Linked DNA regions of Sus scrofa: all the other regions are linked to region 1. Evidence: chromatin contacts called from public Hi-C and promoter capture Hi-C data. All regions are on one chromosome and are shown on one strand. Each heading gives the region's core, a stretch centred on a gene start, on an enhancer-like site or on the middle of the called end of the contact. The rest is flanking DNA. Distances are from core to core; before and after follow the strand shown.

What was found. Promoter capture Hi-C pulls out the DNA fragments that hold promoters and counts their contacts. Hi-C and Micro-C count contacts between places; a contact is called where the count stands out from the background.
Region 2: a promoter capture Hi-C map of liver shows a contact between it and region 1, with 14 times the contacts expected there. The contact joins the enhancer-like site here to the promoter of ELL2 in region 1. A contact is called at or near these places in 2 of 5 promoter capture datasets (fetal liver and liver), 11 of 47 Hi-C or Micro-C datasets (adipocytes, alveolar macrophages, embryonic fibroblasts and 6 more) and 2 of 2 datasets of contacts at active chromatin or transcription factors (alveolar macrophages and skeletal muscle).
Region 3: a contact with region 1 is called in a promoter capture Hi-C map of fetal liver, with 2.5 times the contacts expected there. The contact joins the promoter of RFESD here to the promoter of ELL2 in region 1. A contact is called at or near these places in 1 of 5 promoter capture datasets (fetal liver) and 1 of 47 Hi-C or Micro-C datasets (embryonic fibroblasts).
Region 4: a Hi-C map of liver shows a contact between it and region 1, with 1.8 times the contacts expected there. The contact joins the enhancer-like site here to the promoter of ELL2 in region 1. A contact is called at or near these places in 3 of 47 Hi-C or Micro-C datasets (epiblast stem cells, fibroblasts and liver) and 1 of 2 datasets of contacts at active chromatin or transcription factors (alveolar macrophages).

The regions. Positions count from the first base shown.
Region 1 is chr2:102,589,422-102,593,372 of Sscrofa11.1, forward strand. It overlaps ELL2 (RNA polymerase II elongation factor ELL2), which reads right to left and starts at 1,995. Exons shown (of 12, transcript XM_003123796.5): 1 at 1,697-1,995. The coding sequence starts at 1,843. It overlaps LOC106508433 (a long non-coding RNA gene), which reads left to right and starts at 2,167. Exons shown (of 16, transcript XR_002342060.1): 1 at 2,167-2,423.
Region 2 is chr2:102,956,576-102,960,526 of Sscrofa11.1, forward strand. The region is part of intron 6 of LOC106508433 (a long non-coding RNA gene); the gene reads left to right. Among named protein-coding and RNA genes, the nearest start is that of PCSK1, 92 kb to the right of the region's middle. Within about 2 kb of position 2,301, at least 14 of the 83 cell types and tissues checked have an H3K27ac peak or open chromatin away from gene starts, as enhancers often do. A contact at or near this core is called in fetal liver, liver and skeletal muscle, where this site is marked.
Region 3 is chr2:102,241,573-102,245,523 of Sscrofa11.1, forward strand. It overlaps RFESD (Rieske domain-containing protein), which reads left to right and starts at 2,216. Exons shown (of 4, transcript XM_003123769.5): 1 at 2,216-2,351.
Region 4 is chr2:102,935,469-102,939,419 of Sscrofa11.1, forward strand. The region is part of intron 6 of LOC106508433 (a long non-coding RNA gene); the gene reads left to right. Among named protein-coding and RNA genes, the nearest start is that of PCSK1, 110 kb to the right of the region's middle. Within about 2 kb of position 2,218, at least 6 of the 83 cell types and tissues checked have an H3K27ac peak or open chromatin away from gene starts, as enhancers often do. A contact at or near this core is called in liver, where this site is marked.

The DNA of each region.
Region 1 (3,951 bases), core at 745-3,244:
TTTCTACCCTGTGCTTCTTGCGGGGGGGGGGGGGGGTTGGAGAAATAACACATATGCCCTGGAATGTACATCCATGTGTCCACTCAATTCTATGAGTACCATCTTGAGGGCACACTCATCTCTGAGTCTCTCCTGCTGTTTACATGTACACTATCATGTGAATTCATGTATTCATCAAACTGTGTACAACTGTGTGCCTCTTCCTGTGTGGAGGCTTATGTAGGGGGCCTCTCTGAAGGTAAGTCTCCCTTGGCCCAGGTTCACATTTGTGCGGTTTTGCCTCCAACTCATGCCTTCCATTTAAGCATTTAAAGTGCCTGGCACTAGTGGGAGCTCAACAGATGTTAATTCCTTTCTCCACTTTTATCTGAATAACTATGACTCTGCGTCTGGGTGTCCCTCTGGCCCTCTCTGCCTGTTTTATGAGATCAGTTCCTCGGAGCTTCTTTCCTTGGTATGGACTCGATTAATTGTCGGGACGCCTTGCGGGTTCTCTCCTCCGACTGGCTCTCTTCTCAGAGCAAATGCTACCGGCCCCTCAAATGGTATATTCCTCCCCTTGCGCGATGCGTCTACTCACTCCCGTCTCCCTCGCCCATACACAGTACTGCATGTCCATAAACGGCTTGCCCAGGCACTCCGTTGCGGAGTCTCTTCGCTATGTCTCCTACTCTCTCCTTCACTTTTTTTTTTTCCCCTTCCCAGCATGAAAACGTGTCCCTGGGTTTGTTCTCCAATTGCCGAGTAAGTGAGCCTTTGCGGTGCTCGAGTTGTGTGTGTGTCCGGGATGCGCCGGAGAGTGCGAAACCCGAGTCTGCCGGGGATGCAGTGTATTCCCCCCGCCCCGGCTCCACGTCTCCCGGTCGGTGAGTCTGCCTCAGACGCGACGCGGCTTTCGGGTATAAGGACCACGGAGAATCGCTCTCCTCAGTAACCGAAGTCTGTGCTCCCGGCTGAGCGCTGGGTGTGTGTGATTCCCGGTACTCCGTGCTGTGTCTCTGGGAACGCGAAGCGCCCGTGTACTCGAGTCCCTGGAAGTGCAAGGTGTGTCCCCCTCCTCCCTGGCACGCCAAGCGTCCGTGTCTCAGCCTTTGAGAGTACACGGTGTGCCCCCCCAACCTTCGCGAAGCGCCTGTGTCCCCAAGTCCCTGAGTACAATGTGTGTCCCACATTCATACGCGGAGGGCCAGTGTCCCTGACTTTTCGGATCCACGGTGGTACCCTCAAACCGCGAACGCCAAGTGCCTGCGAGTCCTCTTGTAAGTCGTTACCGAAGGCTGCCCTCCCCCCCCAACCCCCGCCCCGCCGCCATGGGCAGCACAGCCATCTCACTTGTCTCCCTGGTGCCTTTCTTTCCCGTTGGGACAGAAAAGGCAGAAAACCCGCGGGCGCCGTCGGAAAGTCCCGCAGCGGCAGCGCAGCGGAACCGCGGCTGCGGCTGCCTCGGCCCCGCCGCCAGGGGCCGCCCGCCCGCCCGCTTCCAACGCCCCGGCGCCCGGCTGGCCCGGGACGGCGGCGTTAGCTACTCTGCCCGGCCCTGCCCAGCTCTGCCGCCGCGGGCGCTGACGGCAGCCGCGGCAAGCCACCGCTCCGCCGGCCCCAAGCCAGGTGCCAAGACAAGAGGAGGCGCGGTGGGTCAGTGAGGGACGCCCTTTTCCTCCCTAAGCCCGGCCGGTCGGCCGACCGCCCAGCTCACCTTGTGGCTCTGGTAGGTCTCGAGCGCGCGGATCGCCGTCTCGGTGAGCTTCACATGCAGTACGGTGATGTTGTCCTGTCCAAGTCTCCCGCACGACAGCCCGTAGCGCTGCTCCTCCCGCAGGCCCGCCGCCCCCCCTGCCGCCATCTTAAACTCCCCCGGGTGCCGCCGCCGACGCCGCTCGGGCTCTAGGCTCCACTGCGGCCGCGGCTGCTCGGGCTTCTGCAGCCGCCGCCACAGCTACGGCCATCCCGCTGCTGACGTACTGTCATATACTGCGCGCAGCCAGACCTCGGGCTGCCACCGCCGCCACCCGCCCCACCCTCCGGCCTCGCGCCCCGCCCCGGGCTCGTCTCATTGGTCCCAGTTCCCCTCGGAGCCTCCCTCATTGGCCGCCCTCCACTCTCACAGGGGCGGAGCCCAAAGTCGCTGGAGTTTTGCTCCCGGGACGGGACGTCCGAGAGGTGAGAGGCTGACGTTGGGGTGACGCGCCAACTTAATCACACCTGACGTCACGTCTGGTCGTCTTGGCTCACCGGTCGCGATTGGCCAGGCTCGTTTGGGGGATCCCCTGCTAATTGGGTGCCCAGGTTGCCTGGTCCTGTTACCTGGAGTCGGAGCTCCGCCCCTTGGGGGGAGAGTAGTGGAGAGTCGGGAGTGTGGGGGGAATATTTCCTGCGCTGGTGGTCCTTGGAGAAGAGGATCCCCACCCAAAATAAGTGGCCAAGTAAGCCTAGTAAGGACTTTGTCCCCCGACGGGCTGGGTTAGCTTGTGGAGTAGGGGGCGTGCTGGTGAGGGAGGTCGTAGTAGGCGGAGTCACTGGAGAGTCTCTCCTCAAAATTTAGCGCTAGTATTGAGCGGATGAAATTGGGGAGGACGCCCTTCTTCGTCATTTCGCCCTAAATCTGAAGTTAGTGATTTAGCCCTTGGCTTTAAGATTTGTGCTAGATTGTGTGGAGCATCTTAAGTACAACACCATGCCTTAAATCTCCTTAGTGCGATGGGCATGGTATTATAGAAAACAGAATTTAAAGGTTTTTTTTTTCCACGCCATGCCCTCTTGTGATCCAGAGAAAAATAAACTGGAGTTCGCCGTGGGGGCAGGGTTGTGCTTTTTATGGGACTTGGAGAGGTGCTTAGGGTTGAGATGACATCTCCTTTCAAAGGGTTGTTAGAAGGGTATAAGTGTCCTTGACCTAAATTAAGAGAAGCATGGACATGGTTCTCTGGTTCGTTTGGGTTCTGTCCATTTCATTTGACAGGGATGTAGGAGAACCTTGCTAGAGTTTAAGCAATTGATGTTAGGTGGAGGAGATGGGTGTGTGAGGGGGTGCGGAGGCTGGACGTGCTTTCCATTCCTCGCGATGCTCCGCGTGTAGGCGTGGCTAAACCAAGGAGCCTAATCACCGCCCTCTTCAGGCTGCGTGTGGATGGACCGACACAGGCTTCCAGTCAGAGAGGATGAATTAACTGGGTGATCAGAAACACCGGAGGAAAACAAACCGTTAAAAGTCTTGAAATTGTTGCAAGGCAGTTTTTTGAAAATTACTTTAAAAAAATTGAGACGGTTGTTGTTTCCCTCAGATTGTAAAACCTTGTTGCGTTTTATAAGGATTCCCCAGAAAAATTTATAGGTACTTAATTAGTATTTCCCATACGTTTCAATTGGATAGAGCTATGATTTTCCAGAAAGTGGGAGTTTATCATGATTTCCTCAGCCCCCTTAATAAATACTCCAGCCTAAATCTACATTACCTCTTGACTCGGACCCTCAAGCATTTTAAGTGCATAATACAAATTACGGAAGGAATTCTCCTTCCAATAGTATATGAGTTAAGTGGAAACGCCTGCATTAAGGGTTGTGGCATCACAGGAGAGCATTTTTAAATCTGACTTTATTTCAATCCAGTAGATTTGGCTAGCAGTTAAACATGATTAACACTTGTTAATTTACTTTACTAGAGTGTTATCTTAAATTCATTGAAAAAATTAAGGCAATCACAAATTTGAGAAGTAATTTTATACTTGAATTATTCTTTTCTGCTGTTTGCTTTACACTGATAGGGAAGGTGTGACCACATATCTAAAGCTTTAATTATTTGGGGGGCGGGGGTGGGGGGGAGTTTGACCAGAACAAGTAAAACCTGTATCCCATTGCTTTTCTGATGAAGATGGGTAAATCCCCACCCACATGGCATCTACACTTGGCCTCCTCTTACTCAGAACTTCTGATGACATCCAAGGGGTGGGGGAG
Region 2 (3,951 bases), core at 1,051-3,550, 370 kb after region 1:
TTAACAATAGTTTTTATCCAAATAAAAATTATGGATTCTTTACCCAGAAAAGTGAAATTATATATTTACCACATCTAAATTTGTTTTGAGAACTTTTAATGTTGCTCTTATAGAATCTGTGTATTTCAGGTTAGGATCCATGACTCAGCAGTCCCACCACTCTATTCACATGTGGGGAAACTGAGCACCAGGCAGATGCAGTGACTTTCCCCAGAAGAGAAACCTTTCCATCATAAATTGGAGAGACTCGAACTCAGTTCTACTTTCTCCACTTCTAGTTCTCTTCTTGTTCTTTGAGTGTCAGATTATATGCCTCCTTCTCCTTTCCAGTCTTGCATGCAGAACATCATAAAACCAAACCGTAGGAGAGTAGGTAGGAAAATTTGACAGAAGTGGAATTTTGTAGGATCTCTCACTTCTAAACCACACAACCGGGAGATGCAGGCAGGGACTACACCAAATATATTAATGGCCTTGGCTAACGTGTTGAAAATTTTCAGTTCTTTTAGCCAGGATATCAAATCATTCATGTTTTTATTTTTCAACTGGATCAATCAACTTGTGGTCTCTTGTAGCTTATTCTCCTTATTTATATATATGTGTGTGTATATATAAATATGTATATATATATATATACACATAATCACTAAATGGGTCTAACTCTTCTTGCTTTTATTTATCTTCTTCTGAAAGAAACTAGCTGAAATAAAGGTCAGAGTTTAAGGAAATTGTTTCATTGACAACATTAAATATTTACTAAATTTCAGCTTTTTCCCGGCACTGAACCAAGTTACTATCTCTGCCTGGTGGGTATGTAGATAAAAATGTCACCAAGGAAGGCTTTTCAATGCAGAGATTACTATGGATTAAATCCTCGTCTAACTGGTTTTGCTTTTACAGCCTTAACTGATGAAGAAATGACAAGGAAAGATGAGGGTATAACCATTCATGGACCAACATTTGTCTTATATCACAAATTGTGAAAATTAATGTGGCCTTCTTATTTGGCATTCAGCATGTCATTGGAAGAAGAAGGAACAGTCACTCCTCATACTTGGCTGTTTCTTTTGAAGGAGGCCTTTGTTTGGAACCAGAAGCCCTTCATGGCTTTCCTAATCACCAGCTCTGTGATGTAGAATAAAAGAGGCTCCAGAGAGTTCCCACTGGTGTGCTGTGGGTTAAGAAACCGACTATAGCAGCTCAGGTGGCTGTGGAGGTGTGCTTCCTATCCCCAGCCTGATGCAGTGGGTTAAAAAACTGGCATTGCTGCAGATATGGTGTAGGTTTCAGCTGCAGTTTGATTCAGTCCCTGGCCCTAAAACTTCCATATGCCTCAGGTGTGTCCATTAAAAACAAACAAACAAACAAACAAAAAAGAGTGAGAGATGTGATATGGGAAAATAAAATGTTCCTGTCTGGAAAGTTTAAACAAGAGAGCAATACAGATCCAGCCCCCCACCCCACCAAACAAAAACAAATCTCCAGGGTATCCACACAGGGCAGGAAAATTCACACCATTTATTATAACATGATGCTTCAAATCTTGCATTTCTCCATCACGGTTACGGTGAGGTTGCAGCTGACATTGCTCCTTGTTGGGAAGATCCTGGTCAGGGTTTCCCAGATGTGGGGCTGTTATATATCACTTTCATTATTTTTGTCAGGATAATTTTCTCTAAGTTGACTCCATATTTGTTTAAACTGGACTCAATTTTCCATCATAAACAGAAAACTAATATTCTTTGTTAGAACCAATGGGTGACTGCAAAAATAAACACATAACTATTAAAATGAAAATTCTTGTGCACCCTTAAAGTTATTTTGAAAAACAGAGCACTTTTGCCCTCCCTCGAGGTCCCCTGGTCTCGAACATCCTGGAGACTGAAGTGTAGGTCTCAGCTTGGGGATGGCAATGGTAGGGAACTCTAGGAATGACAGTGATGGAATGGTTTTATTTCTAGAAGAGCCTGTCCAGCCTGTTTTCTCCCTCCCCACCTAGCTTGGCCTCCAGGCTTGGGCCTCGTGTGTGCCGTCAGCTTCAGCTGCATGGTTCCTTTTTGGCCACCAGCTCTCACACTGTAGATTTCTGCTTTGGTCCTTGTTGTTTGGCCTTTCTCTCCTCAAGGACCTGGGGGCGTGGGGTGCCAATTTTATAGGGGAAGCCCCAGTCTTTTTATAGCTTCTCTCCCGGCCATTCCTTGATTCCATTAATATCCCATCAGCTAAGTACAGAGTGCAGCTCTCCCTCATCCTTCCTCAGTGTGAAGCGTGACCCAGTTAACGGGAGGTAGGAGCATAGGGTTCCCTGGCCTCTGTCAGTGCTTCCAGAGCTCAGCGTGCGCCGGAGTTAGAGTGACCTGGACAGTGTGTTCTTGGTGGGGATTTTCACACAGGGAGGCTTTTGCTGTTTTCTGCACAGTCAGAGGAGGAGCTGTGTGTTTGGAAAGGGAGCTTGGAAAAAGAAAAACCAGAATGAGCAGGCTTTTCCTGTTGATTTGGACTCCCTAGGTGTGTGGGCAAGTCCCAGCACCACTCAGAGACCTCAGTTCCCTCCTGTGTGAGGGGAGAGACTAAAGGAATGAAAGCCCGAGGGCCTTCTCAGTGCTGGGATTCTGCAGTCCCCTTCCTCCTTTCCTGAGCCAGAGCATCGGCCTTCTGCTGTCAGCTGGGGCCAGAAACTAGGCCCAAAGCTGAGGTGCCTTTGTCCTGCTGCTGGAGGGCAACTGTGGGAAGGAAGCTGGATGAACCTAGCTGCCCTCATCTTTGGGTGAAATGTGACATCAGGGCAACCTCTGTGCAGTGTAATAGCGGTAGGTGAGGGGTGCCGGCAGCACAGTCGTCAGCAGGGGATGCTGGATAGGGTGGCTGCTCTGATGATAGAATGAATGAGAGTAAACAGTCTGAAGCACTGTGATGCTGTGTGTTCTTAAATACCACCCTTAGCCTCTCTGAGTTTTACTTATTCTCATCTGCAAAATATATGTATGGAAGAGACACAGGAGAGCCTAGACCTGAAAGTTCAGCAGCTCTCTTCCAATATCAACATTCTTTGATTCCATGTTTCTAAAGACTCTATACTTAAAAATGGTATTATGGGAGTTCCCGTTGTGGCTCAGCAGTAACGAACCTGACTAATATCCACGAGGACACACGTTTGACCTCTGGCCTCGCTCAGTCGGTTAAGGATCTGGTGTTGCCGTGAATTGTGGTGTATGTAGGACGCAGATAAAGAAAAAAAAAAAAAAACTGATTTTATGTGTCTCAAACCCTCAACTCAACATCCATTCCATATTCTCCTCACTTTTAGCAAATTTTCTCTCTGCTTTGTCAAGAAGATAGTGGTGAACTGGGGATGAAGTTTCTCAGATGATGCTGAGGTGCAAGAAATACCATATGGCACTTTTTAAGAAATTTAAGTTCAAAATTCTCTCTCAAGAGCTGCGATGCTCAGTAGCAGTCATTGTTGGAGCTCCTTCCCTCTAGGGGCTGTCATGAATCCAGGGAGGATTGCTTAGCCCAGGAAATTTGGGAAGAGATCTGCCTTCTCTAAGCACTATCGTGGTCACAGTTTTTGTTTATTATCTGGGCCCAAATGGTCCATTGTAGGCTGGAAGCTCTATTTCCCCTACTCCACCCCTGGCCTGACTCAGGCAAGGTGGCCAGGTTGTCATGTCTTGGGAGCTCAGGACCCCTCACGACCATAAGCCACCTCTTCAGAGAGCCTGCCATCTTCACAGGACTGATTCAAGGAACTTCCTTGCTTTGAGGCACTTGTACATCCTGCTCCCACTGGCTCCTTTCTCCATTCCAGGAAGATCACCTCCAGGGCCTCACACTTACCTTCTTCAGCTTCAGTACCAGTTCTGCCTACTCTTATCTCAGCTATGGACCCGGTTACACAGTAGGGAGTTTAACGACCATGTGGAGAATCTCAGTTAAACACTTAAAGGA
Region 3 (3,951 bases), core at 966-3,465, 350 kb before region 1:
ACTCCTTCCAGGGCTACCACTAGATGTCGCTAGTAGGAAAGGGGAGGCTGAAAGAACACAAGGAGGAAGGAACAAACAGAATGACAGAAGTAGAAACTGCCCCCACATGTCCCCAGGTAGAACTTTGTGGTGGTGTTGCCCACTCTGGCTGGAACTAATCAATTGTCAAGAAAAAAAAAAAAAGGAAAAGAAAGAGAGAGAAAGAGACAGAGGGAGACGGAGAGAGATGAAGGAAAGGAGGAAGGGAGAAAAAGAAAGAAAAGGGAAATGACAGTAGGAATCATAAATTTTATCCCGAACTGTAACAACTTTCAGATGGGCATTATGGGTTCCTGTCATTAACTCATGCACCTGTGCCAGCTAGGCTGTGCACATACGTTTGCGTCTCAGAAGTGAGAGAGGTAGTTTATTCTGCATCCCACTACAGCTTTCAAGTCATACTTTCCCATAACTAACCACATCAATACTTTAGGTAGAGATAAAAGAAAGTTGTGCGTTTCTCTCTCATTCATCTTATGCACATATGAGTGCATATCAACTGAGGTATTCAATCCATTCAAAAATTAGATTTAAGGTCAGTGGATCTAAGATGTGTCTTACTTTAATGCCTGGTTTATGCCAAAGCAAAAAAGAAGTAATACTCATTAAAAAACGGCAAACCTTACTTATTCTTTCAATGATACAAGCTGAGTACTGCTAACATGCTCCATGTGCCAATAAAATAATTTGGGATGGCTAATGGGTATTGTAAATGATAATAAATCAAATGTATTTTATTATCACTTTAGTAAAGCAATTTATCAAAACTAGATGGTTAATTTGTGCTTGGATCAGTGGAACAAATGGTCAAAAGTGAAATTATCCCATAAAATATTACTATCACATTAAAACTATACTGGGCAGAATAGAAATAAAATTGGAATCAAATCCATTATTCTGAGCTTCTCAATCTTTTACATGTTTTGGCTTACAGCATTTACATGACATACTGAGGTAAATGAAGAAGGCTCTGGGGTTTCAGCTGCCCCAAGCCCACTGGTCCTCTCTAGGACCTCAGATCAGTGTGTCATTGTATTAAATATAGACTAGTTTTTCAACCTTGAGGTCACACTAGAATTTACTGGGAAAGTTAGAAAAAATATGTTGATTCCCCCTCCTCCTACCAACCCCTAGAGAGTTATCTTATTGGTCTGTTCATCATGACTCCCGGGTGATTAAAGTGTGACCAAAGTTAAGGATCACTGCTTAGAAGACAGCCAAGGAAACTGTAAAAAAAAAAAGAAAAAAGGAAAAACAAACAAAAAAACGCTATCACACTCACATAGCTTCCAACTTTGGATGCGAATATGAGGTGCGTGGTTTGTGGGTTTTTTCTTTTTTAAAAAATTCAGAGAAAAACCCAAGTTGCAAAGTTCAAAATACAAAAGTGAAAACCTATCTCCCCTAAAGTAACCATATTTTTTTAAATGTACATATCTACACATTAGTATCTTGAGAAATAACTTTTATTTACTATAAAGAAAGCACACCACACATACTATTCCATACTCTGCTTTTTAACAAATTCATCCATATCTTGAAATCTGCTCTTGAGTATGTGGCTGCAAAGTAATTCACATGTCTAATTCTTTTTTGTTTAACCACTTCCCTGTTGATCATTAGCGCTACTGTCATTTTTCCTTGAAATAAATATCTCTGAACTTAGATTACATGCAACTGTGAGGAACTTCCGCAAATATTTTTAAAAGGTAAATTCCTAGAAGTGAGAGCCCCAGTGGTGTTTAAAATCTGGATAAATGTGGTGAGCTCAACAAACATTTAAAAATTAACTGACGGGAGTTCCCCTTATGGCTCAGCAGGTTAAAAATCCACATAGTGTCTGTGGGGAAGAGGTTAGGTCCCTGGCCTCGCTCAGTGGGTTAAGGATCCGGCATTGCCACAAGCCTAGGCGGCATAGACGGATGCAGCTCAGATCCGTTTTTGTTCGGGCATAAGCAAATGCAGCCTCAATTCCACCCCTAGCAGGAGAACCTGCACAGGACACAAGTGTGGTGGTAAAAAGAAAAAAATAAATTGGTGGCACCGAGGTTTGTCAAACATAGGATTAAGACTGTCAGTTCCAAGTCCTGGCGTGCGAGCACGGTTGGCCAGCGGCATCTGTCGGGTGGGAATCATCCAATGGCCAGTAAGGCCACGGAGGCCCTGGGGGAAGAGCATGCTCAGTCACGTGAGCGGCTTCGCCCCGCCCCTCGGAGCTTTGAGCCGTATTCCGGTCGCTGGCTCCTGCAATAGCCTTCCGCGGCGACGCAGCGACCGGGTCACACGGAGGTGGAGCGCGGGATTTGAGGAAGGTAAGTTCTGTCCCGGCCTGGGGGTTAGGCTGCCGGCCGGGCCGGGCCGGGCTTGCAAGGCTCGCTGCTTCCCTTCCGGCGGCGGCAACCTGAAGCGGCGAAGGAGACTGTCGTTTGGCATTTGCTCCAAGGCTTTGCTGAGCGCCGCGGTTCTTCCGCTGTGGACCCCAAGTCCCTTAACCATTAACGCCCAGGGCAGGCTTCCGCCCCACACTGCAAACCCATCATGCTTGTTCACCACAAAGGTTTACTGGGCTGTAGCCCGGACCTGCCGCCTCAGTGGGGCTGGCCGGGCGTTTTAAAACAAGCTTTCCTGGCATTTGTAACCTCCAACGCTTAATAACTGCCCAAGGGTTTCTGCGGCCCAGCGGTCCTAGATATCTATCTCCAGAAGTCTGTAGATGGAGCCATCCAGCACATCTGGACAGCCACGCTGGTGCTCTGTGTTTGTTGACCACAGCTCCATCTGACAGCTGCATGCTGTCTTTGCTAAAATGTTAAACACAGCTTGAGGTCATTGCCCACTGGCTAGCACGGTGGGCAGGACCTTAGCGATTATCTCTACATGATGGTAGCGTTTCTCATACTTAAGCCCTACTCGAGCCACCTGACTGTGGTCAGGCATATATATACCCCTCACCACCGCCCTATGTGCAGGGCTTTCTTAGAGCTGGCAAACTGCAGCAACACTGACTTCCCTCAAGTCATGGCAGAGCCAGGATTCAAACCCAGGTGAACTCACCTGGTGCTCACAGATCTCTAATATCACAGAGGACAGTATTGGCCTCCAGAGTGACTAAGTGATTTTATTAAATTATTAGGGAAGTATTGTTTTAAACATTCGTTGACACAACTCTTGTACATTATTGTGCCTAAATTTTTAAAAATTCAGTAGTAGTTGCCGTTGTGGATCAGCAGATTAAGAACCTGACATAGTCTCGGTGAGGATCCGGGCTCCATCCCCCTCTGCACTCAGGGGACTAAGGATCCAGAGTTGTGACAAGCTGTGGTTTGAGTTGAAGATGCCCTCAGGATCTGGTGTTGCTGTGATGTAGGCCTGCAGCTTCAGCTCTGATTCCACCCCTAACCCAAGAACATCCATATGCCACAGGTGCAAACAGCAAAAATTTTCATGAAAATCATCTTTGGAGATACACACACACACACATGGTGTATACACACACATTTACTTTGCTAGAAGTTTACTAGAAGACCACCTATTTTTATAAATCTGTGGATGCTTAGATGAAATGTTAATATTTATATATCAATGCTCACAAAGTTTACACTCAAGATCTCAGTTTGATTCTTAACTGCTATTTTGTGAATCTGGGCAAGCTTTTGTTAAGGAAGATCCTGTAGCCTTAGTTTCCTCCTCTGGAAAATAGGTATAATACCTACCCCTTGGTATTTTTGAGTATTAATGAATTCATATATGCGAAGATATGCTTTTTATATCTATTATTATTCTGCCATCCAAAAAGTTATAAAACTAATTTCTCTTCTCTGAACCTAAAAGCAAGGGTGTCATTCTGGAGCTTTGTATTCTAATAACGTGTAGGCCAAGTCCGCAAACTTAGTAAAAACGCCTCAGTGCTCT
Region 4 (3,951 bases), core at 968-3,467, 350 kb after region 1:
TGGCAGTTGTAGCTCTGATTTAACCCCTACCCAGGGAACTTCCATATGCCTTGGGTGCGGCTCTAAAAAGCAAAAACAAACAAACAAAAAAACTACTCCATAAAATGAAGACATGCTTAAAATACACGATTTAGTTGGCTACCACTGTGTTAAAATTCCCTAGTGGTCTCTCTCTCTCTCTCTTTTTTTTTTTTTTTTTTTGGCTAGTTTAATCTCTGTAAGCTATAGGTTTATCTTAATTGAAGTTCCTCATCTTAACCATAAAACACAGAAAATTATTTTACTGACTATATCCTCAGTTTCCTCAAAGATGGTACATAACTAGGACCTCTCTAGCTGCAAAGAAGTTTTTTCATTGCATATGATGAGTGCTGTAACCTGTAGATTTTAATTCTCTCAAAATTGGTTAAAAATCACTGATAGATGTTTAAGTTTACTGTTGGATAAGACCTGTAGAAAATATATTATGTTCAACGAAAAGCTAAGGGTCAAAAGCCTGTAGAGCTGGAAACAGTCAAACTAATATTCAAATAAAAATTCAAAATAATGCCTCCCTCAACTCCCAGGGTTTTTTGGGGTTGTTGCTGTTGTTTTTAGACATCCAAGTTAATTTTGTTGTTGTTTATTGAGATATAATTTATAGATAGTAAAATTCACCCTTTTTAGGTGTAAAGTTTGAAGAATTTTGACAAACTTATGCAATCATATAACTACCACCAAAATTAAGATATAGGATAATTCCTCACGACTCTTTGTAATAAATTCCCTTCCCCCACCTCCAGCCACCAGCAACAACTGATCTGATTTTTTTCCTAGTTTTTTCCTTTTCCATAATATCATATAAATTGAATCATTTAGTATGTAGTTTCTTGAGTTTGAATTTTTTTCTCTTAGCGTTATACCTTTGAGACTCATTCATGTTATTGGATGTATCTGTAGTTCTTTTGTTAAATCGCTATGTGGATATAACATAATTGGTCTATTTACCAGCCGATAGACATTTGGGGTTGTTTTAGCTTCTAGCATTTGAGAATAAAGTAGCTGTAAACACTCATATGCAGATTTTTATGTAGGCATAGGTTTTCATTTCTCTAGGATGAATACCTACCCCTAAGTTTAACTTTGTAAGAAACTTCCAAACTTTTTTCCAAAGTAGAATTCCTATCGGCAATATTTAAATGTTCTAGCTACTTTGCATCCTCATCAGCATTTAGTATTGTCAAATATATATATATATATATATATATAATTTGAGCCATTGTAATAGGTGTGCAGTGGTATCTTATTGTGTTCTTCAAGTTTTCATAGTTTTTAAGATCAGTTTGAATTGCACATCAAATAATCAAAAGAATGTTAGACATCAGAAAGACAGTTTCTTTTACGTTTAGAATGGATAGACAATAAGGTCCTACTGCAGTACAAGGAGCTGTATCTAATCTTCTGGGAGAAACCATGATAGACAATAATATTTTTTAAAAAGAATGTATGTATTTTAAAGAAAGAATGTACATATTTTTTGAAAAGAGAGAAAAAAGACAGTTTGTTGTTTTATTAGCTTTGGACTCTGGCTCTTTGTCACGTTCTCCAACTGCTGTTGCACCACTGGGCTCTCGCTAATCATAAATTATTTAACTATGTGATTCCTAAGCATACATGGCTTCAGCATACACAGAATCTTTGCTTTCTAGCTAGTTTGGAATATTTGTATCAAAGGATTTATAATAGAATCACTGGAAGCTTTTTTTTTTTTTTTTTTTTTTATTCATACAGTATGTCAGGGAAATGCCTACCAGGGGAATATTTCTGCTCATCATCTCCAAAATGGAAAAGCAGCCAATTATTTTCTGCAGCCCTCCATGCTGACCTCACATAGAGAAGTGGCTCTGGCGATAGTAAGAGGAGAATAAAATAAAAGTTGCTGAAGCTACAGCAGCAATTTACTTTCCATTCTTGCAGAAGTTGGGCATCTTTCTTCTTGCCTTAATTTGATTATTTGTTGGGCCCCATGATCACTTGTTCTTGTTTCTCTTCCTCCTGTTGTTACTGAGCTTTGGCTTGGTTAGAGGCCCTCCTTCATCCTTTCTAGGTCGTTGTGGTATGAATGAGGTGGAGAAAGTGGAGCGCTGGTCCTTCCTCTCCAGCGTAGACTAGAACAGAACCTTCTCTGCTACACAAGCATAGCAGCTCCTTCAGGATCTCATGACTACCCCCCCCCTCCGCTTTGAATGCCTTTGCCCTCCTCTTCTGCCTGGAGAATTCCTACTTGTCCTTTAAGATCAGATCAAATGTCATCTCCTCTATGATGCCAAATTCCCTGAGTCCTGTTAGTCACATCCACTGAACTTTGTGCTTGTTTTGTTTGAAGACCTATCACATTGCCTTGTGATTATCTGTCAGCATTTCTGTATCTTTCCTAGACTCTGAACTCCTCCCAGGCAAGAACCATGTGTTAATCGTTGTTGGCTTAACACATGGTACACACTGAATAAATATTTTTTGACTGACTCTTAAAACTTGCAATGTGGCTTTTTAAATTTTATTTTTAAAAAGTTTTCTTTTTTTTTTCTTTTTTTTTGCAGTGCAGCTTTTTTAAATGCTGAGATTTTCTTCAGCTTAGAAAAGGAATGATAGAAGCATTTGTTGAACAGAATTTTTTGTTTAGTAAAAGCCATTCATATGTAGTTTGACAAAGTGCTGGTTAGAAGTGTTATTGATCCCAGAAATGGATTCCTCTCACCCTCACCCAGTCAATGTCATTATAAACCTCATGTAATGGGAAAGAAAAATCAAAGAATTAAAAGAATTTTCTGATTCTTTTCTCCATTATTAGCCTCTGATATGTGTATAAGTTATTGCTTTAGCCATGCAGCAAATTATTAGGTCTTGGGACTAAAGAAATCATTGTTTAGTATGAGTATATCCCATGCATATTTGGGACATACTTATACTTTAAACAGTCTCCTGCTGGAGTTCCCACTGTGGTACAGAGGGTTAAGAATGCAGCATTGCCACAGTTGTGGCATAGGCTGCAGCTGCAGCTCAGATTTGACCCCTCACCCAGGAACTTCCATATGCTGCAGTGCATCCAAAAAAAAAAAATTCTCTTTTATCTGAAATTTAAATTTAGCTAGGTTTCCTTTATACTATTTGGCAACTGTAGCCAATAGGAAACCTCTTTACTCCATATGATGGAATGAATGGTAAGGAATAGTCAGTGCTCTTGGAAGTTAGTCCTGAAATACATAATGGACAGTGTGAGGCTGTTATTCTCTCAGACTGGCCAGTATACATCAACTCACTTGGATGGCCAGCTTAGCCAGCTTAAGAGAAGAGAGATCAGAAAATACTTGGTGTCATGAAGAAACTTTCTTCGGTTAGAGGGAAGGGCTGAGAGGATGCAGAGGGGATCTGAAAACTCCTCACAGGGAGTGTAATGGGAATCTCAAAGGTGAATGATGCAAGAAGAAACTGACGCTCTGATCAAAGCCACTCAGTGCCAGACTTCACTAATTCCTTAGTGAGGAGAGATGAATAAGACCACACCTGAGTTATATGTGCTGTAATTAGTAACATTTATCAAACTTAATTGTCAAGTAAATATGTTTCTAGTTTTACTTAGGTTCTTCTTAAATAATATTGTATGTTTTCTGAAATATTACATGTAAGATCTCTGTTTAGATATTGTTGAATGAGAAGAACCCAAACTTGGCTGTTCTCAAAAGATTATCTAGTTATGTTCTTGTTACCTAAGGCAGAGCTAAATTTGAGTGAGCAAGGCCCCTGAATAACAGCTGCTGGTAAGAGAACAGATGCCTAAGGAGAGACTTGCCCATGTTGGGCATCACCAGCTAACCTTTTTACACACTCATCTGTTCAGAAAACCACTGTTTTTTCCATCTTTTTTTTTTTAAGTGAGGCACATTGCCTTAGAAAGATGATGCCATTCTATTT